3 separate regions of the Mus musculus genome follow, and regions 1 and 2 are each linked to region 3. A link is a contact called in public Hi-C and promoter capture Hi-C data. All regions are on one chromosome and are shown on one strand. Each heading gives the region's core, a stretch centred on a gene start, on an enhancer-like site or on the middle of the called end of the contact. The rest is flanking DNA. Distances are from core to core; before and after follow the strand shown.

Region 1 (2,700 bases), core at 140-2,639, 260 kb before region 3:
CAACAAGTGAGGCCAAGCCCTTCAAAACTGGAAAATAATGTGATGGGCCACACTCTGTGCCATCTGCAGCTCCTGTAATCCCCAGGTGGGGTGGGAGAGGGGAGGGTGGGGAGGGGGTTGGGGTGGAGGGTGTGAGTGTGGGGTGGGATGAGGTGAGGTGAGGATGGGGGTGTGGCTGGGGTGGGGTGAAGTAAATTTAAACATCAAACTCATTCTCTAAAGAGCAATTTTAGTTCAACAACATAAACAAATCTAGTGCAACAAGAACACAGGCAGATCTTAGAGTAAGCTGAAAAGATGGTCTTAGGGTATTTTTAGTATAGAATACTGATGGACTAGAAGCAGCTGAAGCAGGAAGGCAATTGCTAGCTCATGGTGTGAGAACATCAGAGGCTGGGCCTAGGGACTGTGCTGGTGTTAGTTTCTCCAGAACTGGTTTCTCTTAGGGTCATAAAATGGTTGCAGCATCTACAAAGGTAATTGCAGCACCTGTGATGTTCTTTTGACAAATGCCTTGTCCCCAGGGGGCTTTGCTGTCTCTTGGAAACCTTTCCTTCTATGACCACTCAGTTATCAGACACCGTAAACTGCTTGCTCAGGTCTGTTTGTGCACAAATCAGCCAATGCAGAGTCCATGTTCCAAAATACTTTTTTAAAAATCAGGCTTTCACACCTTGGACCTCCCTCCACCTGCTCTAATCTCCTCACGGTCAGCCAGGAGGCAACTGGGAACAGTGTCTAGGCTCCAGCTTAAGCTGAAATGTAGTTAATTCTACACCTGGTTACTCAATGGGTCCATACTGCAGAGGACTTTAGGGGGACTCCCCTCTGTTCCTACCTATTCCTGAATGCCCATAGGTGTCCCCATGTGGCTCTGGATAGTGTGGCAGATTGCTTTTTTCTTGAAAACTGAGAACAAACTATTTTTTCCAAAGCCAACTGTACTTGAATAATAATAAAGGCTAAGTTTCCAAACAGTACAAAGCCATGAATGGGTACCTAACAAGATTACATCTGCTTTCTGAAGACATTGGGCTGAAGGTATGGGATGTCAGGTAGACAGCTGTATTTCTGTCCTAAGCCCTAAAAGACTACAAGTTAAGAGGAAAGAGAAAACTTTCCCGGATGCGTGTGCTTCCCACGAGAGCTGAGGATCCCAGCTGGACTTGACGTTGCTCGGTAGGGATGGCTAACAGGTGTACTTGATGTGAAGAGAGTGCCTGACTTGGCCAGAGAATTTGATTTGGTTCTTGGCTCTTAATCACTTCCCTTGGGAATGGGAGCAGACTTGGGAAGAAGTCCTCTCATCAAATGAACCAGCCTGGCTGTGTGCAGCACTCTGATCCCTCCCCTCCTAGGAGTCTTGGTTGCAGAAACAAGATGCTGTGACAAGAACAGTGGCTCATAAGATCTATTTCTGCCCTCTGCTAGTGACTCATTGGATGACTCAAGGTGAATCTACCAATCTCCGAGTGCCACCCCCATCCCTGGGGAACAGACCATGGCAGAGTCGACCCCCACCCCCACCCCGACACACACCAAGGTCAGCTGTCTATAGGGGCTGGGCAAAGACCACCAGCTGCGTTCCCTGCGGCTCAGCCCCTCCTGGCCTTTCTGGCTCGTCCTCTCCTCCCACTCTCCAGCTTTATTCCCTGCCTTTCCCTTTCCCGAACAGCACCGCTCCTAAGTAACCCAGACAGGTGTCCTGGGATGGCTCTGCAAACTCTGCAGGCTCCCCCTGATCTGCGGGGGAGCAAGCCGGTGATTGCTTGCTATTAGCAACTCGGTTTGCAGGATAAATAATGTGAACCTGAGTGCTGGCCCCCGTGGGATAGGGCAGATTTCCATTTTGCATCGGGTCAGCTTCCGAAGCGCTGGGGCTTTGAGTGTTAATCGTTGGTTCTCTCCAGGCACCCCTCCCCGGGCTTTACAACGCTCCAGTCCTGGTGGGACTTTACATTAGAATCCGACCGAGAAACTATTGCCCTTTTCATTGTTTTCCTTGCAAATTAGTTTTCTAGATTTAATGGCTCTGGTTGCTGAGCAGATTGAAGAAATTGGGGCGGATGGTGAGGTGGGGTGAGCTGGGGAGCCCATTACAGGCGCTTGGCTATTGGCTAGGCCCAGAACTTTGAGGCTTTGAGATTTAGGTAGATTAATTCTCACGGGGGGGGGGGGGGGAGAAGGGGGTGTCTGTGAAGTGGGAGTGAGCTTTCTCTTTCCCTGGAAGGAATTTTATTTGTTGTTATTGTGTGTTTAAAAAAATTTTTTTTAGAGAACTGTGGTGTCACAATATAATAGATTGCAAAGGTTCTCTATGGGATGTGGGGGTGTGTTGTATTGCTCAGTTGTGGGCAGATCTTGTTATAGTCAGACATGGGGATTGAACATTGCAGAAGATGGCTTCATTAGTGCTGTACAGCAAAAGAGTAAAAGCAAAATAAGAAGGGAAAAACCCAAACCTGGGATGCCCTGGTCTGGAAATGTGGGCTTGAGTACATTCTGGGTGGGCAGACAGGGACAAGATGCATTTGCATTTCCAGGAAACCAGGGCCAGGCTGAGCTGGGCTGCGCTGCACTGCATTTGACACTGGAGGAGGTCAGCGGGCCTGTGTGAAGGATGGCAGGAGCTGGTAACCTGGCTGATTCATCTCTGAGTTTAGGAAGTGTTAGTCATTTGTGCAGTGAGTTGAGACCAAA
Region 2 (2,700 bases), core at 47-2,546, 410 kb before region 3:
CCACTCCCAACAAAATTAAGCACTAAAAATATGAATAATGGAATAAAGATACTAGCCACACTAGCCTGGTGACCCGAGTTCAATCTCTTAAACCTACACAAAGGTGGAAAGGGAGAATTCCACAATATTGTCCTCTGGCTTCCACAGACATGCAGTGGCACATGTGTCCCCCTCCCCACATCATACAGTAATAGTAATAATTAATAATAACAAATATACATAAAAGATTATTTTCAAAGAATAGTTAACTATGAACATGATCTATGCACACAAAGGGCAGCTCTGATAAAGATGAGTTCCTTCTATAGTACTGGGTTTTTATTAATGTCTGAAGAATTAGCAATCACATTTCCCTCTATAGCTTCTTGAACAAACATATACCTCCAAATCCTCACAGAATATTTCTATTTTTAGTATACAGAAACAGGGAAGGAAGGAAGGAAGGAAGGAGGGAGGAAATTAAAGCTTGAAATAGAATAGAACAGCAAACAACATTAAAAAGCAAAAATCTGACCTGTCCTCCAATGGTTACCGCAATGATATTATTGGCAGAAGCTTCCAGCTCTCCATTGAACTGATCACCCAGTATTCGAAGGCGGCCAACAATGATAGCCACATCAAAAGAGTAATCCTCTCCTAAGACAGGGAAAACATGTTCACCATGTTGAAGGAACGGAAAGTCTCCTGAATCCCAGCAAAACAGAAATGTTCTATAGTTGGTCCCCCCCCACCCCCCACCCCACCCCCCACCCCCGAGAGAGAGGGTTTCTCTAGGTACCCCTTGCTGTCTACTCACTCTGTAGACCAGGCTAGCCTCTGCTACTTTTGCAATTCTTTTAAACAGTTTTGTCATTGTCTATTCTCAGTAGTAGCAGTCATATAATCTTCTCTATTGAGAAGATCCTTTATTTCAAATGTTGCTAAAAGTTTAGGACTCGCTTTTTAAAGCTTGAGAGGAACTAGAGGAAGCAGACTCTGGTTCTATTACCCACCTGTAATCACCACCTCAGATTAGGAGCCTTACCTGAGCATGGTTCATCTGCACCCGATAGGTTCCGGTTAGCAGCGTGGGATAGTGGGGTCCTGAAGTCTTTGAGTAGAGAATTCACGATGCATTCTGTTTGCTCCTCAAAAGTCCGAGGGTTTTTCATTTTAGACATTCTCCACAAAGCTTAGCAGGAAGTTAGAGAACCTGGCAAACCAGTTGTGGCTGCCTACCTCTTATTGCTTCCTAATTGGATATGTCCTAAAATAGTTCCCATTAACTTTCCAAATGAAACTGCTCAAAGGGGATGACAAAGACTTTGCAGTTCCTTATCTCAGAACCACACCCTTGCCAGTATGTAAGAGTAATGGATAGCTCTTACAGATAAACTATCTATAGCTGAAATAAACTGAAGAGGTAAGTTGAGCAATTGTAATGAATTGAAGAAGGTTCTCTTGAGTAATTTAAGAAATACTTCCTGCTAGGTTCTGTAACTGATGTAATTTCAAGGGAGGTGAGATACCAGAGGTCAACTTCTGACTTGGGCATCCCTTTGGCACAATTAGACAAATTATTTACTGAACATTTGTATGTAGAAGACTATACTTGGCACTATAGACAACACAGAAAATGACACAGGCATGGCTCCTTGTGAAGTGTACATTTCAGCAGAAATGGCAGCTACTGACAAATCACAGAGCTTCTTGTGCCCTTGAGATACGGTGGATGAGGAGAGGACAAAAGCCAATAGGCTGGGGAAGCTGCCTTACAGTAGTGACATCTGAGGCTAGGGATTTATTAGGCAAAACTAACATAAAATAAAATAAGTAAAGGACTAAGACTCGTGGAAGGCTGGCAAAGATAAAGGCCAGGACAGTGGAGGAAAAACCCTGGTTGGGCATTTGAGTAATTAAAGTAACAAGATATTTCAAAGGGAAATTATACAAATTAAGATAACACTATCTGAAATGATCTGACAATGTCTGGTATGTGGCAAATGGTAAATATCCTTTGTTTAGCTCAAAGCTTAGTAATCAGGAAACCGTGATTCATTCTTTAACAAGAAGTTTGTCCTGAAGTATTAAACTTCATTATTGTTTTTAGGAGAACTCAGGCTTGAACACTCGCCTGCAGTGGCTGCCTGATCTACAGAGTGAGTTCCAGAACAGCCAGGGCTGCACAGAGAAACCCTGTCTCAAAAACACAGAAAATAAGATTTGAAAATATTTCTCTTTTGCCCAGATTCCCATTCCTTCAAGCACAGCGGTGCCCTATTCTCAAATCTGGGCTTGGCTTCATTAATAAGGCAGCCTCTAGCTGGAGAGACTTTGTGGTCTGGGTCTCAGATACATCATTCTAACCTACCAGCAAACCTAACACCCACATTTCTCTTTTCCAGTAAAATAAACAGCTTCAATTGTAACAGTAAGAAATTCAAGCATCAACAGTAGGTCAGTTATTCAGAATGGGATTTCTATCCTGCAACATAGTCAGAAGCAATATTCTATTTTCTGCCCATTCTAAATGAATGAATGAATGAACAAAAGAACAAATATAGACAGACAGATAGACGGATGCCACACCCACTCGAGTGAAGTCTGCGTGACAGGCCTGAAGGCTTGGACGCCTGAAGGCTTGGACGCCGTCCTGAGGCAAAGAGTTTCACGGAAACTCAGGCTCCTGGAACCTTGGCAGGAATGCTCCAAACCTGTCCC
Region 3 (2,700 bases), core at 54-2,553:
CTTTATAAACAGAGATCTTGATTGTGTGAAAGCCACGCAAGGGCTTTTCAGCGAGATCTGTAAGCTCGGATGTGAGTGGGCATCTCTCCAGGGAGCGGTCTGCGTCCTGGAAATGGGGTGTTGCCTTAAATAGCGGGCAGACTTTCCTTTGGGTCAGCTAAGATCTGAGTGCTTGGAGCGGTTTCCAGTCCTACTGGATTCACAGTGTCCCCTGAAGCCCAGGGTAGAAATGTCAATCTTACTTCATTTCTGTTTCCCTAGACACCCTACTTTACACATGCACGCTAGCGGGGACACACACAGAGACACACAGTGCTGGCTCCTTCTCCCATCAATACAATGTATTCATAATTTCCCTCGTGCCTGCAAGCATTTGCATATCCTGCTGGCCCTGTCTGGAGTCTGCTTTCATCCACTGTTAACTGCAGGGGTTGGAGGGCTCACCACCATTCATCCTGAGTCCCAGCTTCCCCTGTTCAGAGAATCCTCCTTGACCTGACCTCAACTTCCACTGCCTCCATTCTCCTCGCTGATTCAGCTCCCACATTCTGTCTTCACAGCACCCAGCTTTGAGCACATTGTTTGCTTTTCCATCTTTTTCATTAAGAATCGAACTGCATGAGCCAACATATTTTTATCTTCTCTCTCTCTCTCTCTCTCTCTCTCTCTCTCTCTCTCTCACTCTCCCCCCAAAAACAATGGGAGCCATATGTTATCCCTTACTGTAGCTATTCAGAACCCCTGAGACTTCCCTACATGCAATATCTCCACACCCCCTTACTCTGCTGCCCTGAACTGAATACAGTACCTGGTACATAGGATGTAGTCAATTAAAGAGTCTGGAGTGTCAGTAAAGGATACATTGTTTCCTAAACAGTTCAAACCCTGCCTGGTTGTGTTTCTTTGCCATACCCTCAAACATATCCTGAGTGAGACATGACTTTAATGGCAGCTTGTTAACTCCTGAAGTCATCTGTGGTATGTTGAAGAGACAGGAAGGGCTAGATGGATTACAGACAAACCTCTCCAGCCCTCTGCTGGCAGCTGAGAAAGCAAGAATGCATGCAGGAACATGAGCAGGTCAAATCAGACAAGACAGATTCCTGCATGATTCTATGCCTTGATGCAGCTGGACAAAACAGCAGGTTTCCATCTTTGCTGCCCTGGATCTGTATTTATTGCCTGCTTCCCAGTCATGTTTCTCTATTGTCAAAAAAAGAGATTTGCCGGAGGCTGGCTCCCTTCCCATTAAGGTCACCAGAGAGCCACTGAATGCTGGGAAACAGTGGGCTCAGCACAATGTCAGGGAAGAGTTACTGAAAAGGAGCTCTGCGCTAGCGGGTCTGGCAGAGATCACACACAGAGAGGTCAGGGAGAAGTCACCACACAAAGGCAGGCAGACCAGACCCAGGAGACCTCCTCCTCCAGAGTTCTAGCAACTGACAAAGTCCTGTGACAGACCTCCCTAACTACAGCAGGACTCCCAGCCATTTTGATGACTCCCAGAAAATCACTTGAAAAAAATCCAACAAGAAATTCTTTCTATGATTAGGAAGAGATGGGGCGATCTGCAACCTGGAGGGCAACTTAAAGCCTCCAGAGCTGATCGCTCTCTCTCCAGAGCACAGCAGCCGCCTTAGAGACTCCATTTTCAAGAGGACTCTTGGGTCCTTCCTCTGGAAACATCCTTCTGTTTGTCAAAGGGCTCTTGTGTTACAGACACGCGGCTTCTCTGGTTAGGTCAGGAAGAAGGGAGACATCCAGGCAAGGAACTTAAACGTAAAGGGTCAGAAGAAACCTTTCTCACTTTGCTAAGGTGCCCAGAAGCCAGGCTCATGATTCCATTGTTCTGTCCTTCCTGTCTTGAACACAGTTAGGGCTCCCAGGTGCTAGAGAAGGTAGGGCCAATTCAGTCTTTTACATTTTGAGAACAGCAGGACAATAGAACTCAGTAAGTCCTCCTACCACACTCCAGAGAAGAGATGATGGACCAGTCATTGACTACTAATAACTGATGGCTTTCCTTTTCCAGGGACTGAATAGGGAGTCTGTGCAAGTCACTGCTTGGGTCTCCTCTTCTTCCTCACATCATAAAGTGGCACTCAGTAGTTCCCCAGGTCACTTCCAACCCACTGACTTCTGAGTGTTGGCTCTCTACAGAGACAATTTTTTTCCAACAATTTCCTTCCAATTTTTAATAAAAATCAATGACTTCATTGGTCTTAGAAATGCTACATGTAAGATATGTAAGCAAGCCAGGTGTGGTAGCGCACGCCTTTAGTCCCAGCACTTGGAAGGCAGAGGCAAGCCTGGTCTACAGAGTGAGTTCCAGGACAGCCAGGGCTATGCAGAAAAACCCTGTCTCAAAAAATCAACAAAACAAAACAAAACAAAACAAAACAAAACAAAACAAGATATGTAAGCAAAATCGAAAAGTATTAAAAGTAACTTTTAAAAATTTCATCCTGAGTCAGAGACATAACTAAATAGTAAAGGCACCCCCACCAAGCCAGATAACCCGGAGTCCCATCTCCATGACCCACAGTGATGGAAGGAGATAATGGCCTCTAAATACTGCCCTCTGACCTACACACACACACACACACACACACACACACACACACACACACACACACACACTTTGGTACCCATTTAAAAAAAAACAAATAGGTAAGTATTTTCAAAACTGTAATGTAAAAA

Evidence for each region. Promoter capture Hi-C pulls out the DNA fragments that hold promoters and counts their contacts. Hi-C and Micro-C count contacts between places; a contact is called where the count stands out from the background.
Region 1: a Hi-C map of the N1E-115 cell line shows a contact between it and region 3, with 2.1 times the contacts expected there. The contact joins two enhancer-like sites. A contact is called at or near these places in 3 of 484 Hi-C or Micro-C datasets (the N1E-115 cell line, nephron progenitors and uterus) and 1 of 115 datasets of contacts at active chromatin or transcription factors (SST interneurons).
Region 2: a promoter capture Hi-C map of embryonic stem cells shows a contact between it and region 3, with 2.3 times the contacts expected there. The contact joins the promoter of Bcl2l15 here to the enhancer-like site in region 3. A contact is called at or near these places in 10 of 39 promoter capture datasets (3T3-L1-derived adipocytes, cranial neural crest, embryonic stem cells and 6 more) and 1 of 115 datasets of contacts at active chromatin or transcription factors (embryonic stem cells).

What each region holds. Positions count from the first base shown.
Region 1 is chr3:103,682,615-103,685,314 of GRCm38.p6, reverse strand. No RefSeq gene overlaps it. Among named protein-coding and RNA genes, the nearest start is that of Olfml3, 54 kb to the left of the region's middle. Within about 2 kb of position 1,389, at least 88 of the 459 cell types and tissues checked have an H3K27ac peak or open chromatin away from gene starts, as enhancers often do. A contact at or near this core is called in the N1E-115 cell line, where this site is marked.
Region 2 is chr3:103,831,292-103,833,991 of GRCm38.p6, reverse strand. It overlaps Bcl2l15 (BCLl2-like 15), which reads right to left and starts at 1,296. Exons shown (of 4, transcript NM_001142959.1): 1 at 1,025-1,296; 2 at 515-636. The coding sequence starts at 1,160.
Region 3 is chr3:103,418,509-103,421,208 of GRCm38.p6, reverse strand. No RefSeq gene overlaps it. Among named protein-coding and RNA genes, the nearest start is that of Gm25869, 7.6 kb to the left of the region's middle. Within about 2 kb of position 1,303, at least 78 of the 459 cell types and tissues checked have an H3K27ac peak or open chromatin away from gene starts, as enhancers often do. A contact at or near this core is called in the N1E-115 cell line, embryonic stem cells and second pharyngeal arch cranial neural crest, where this site is marked.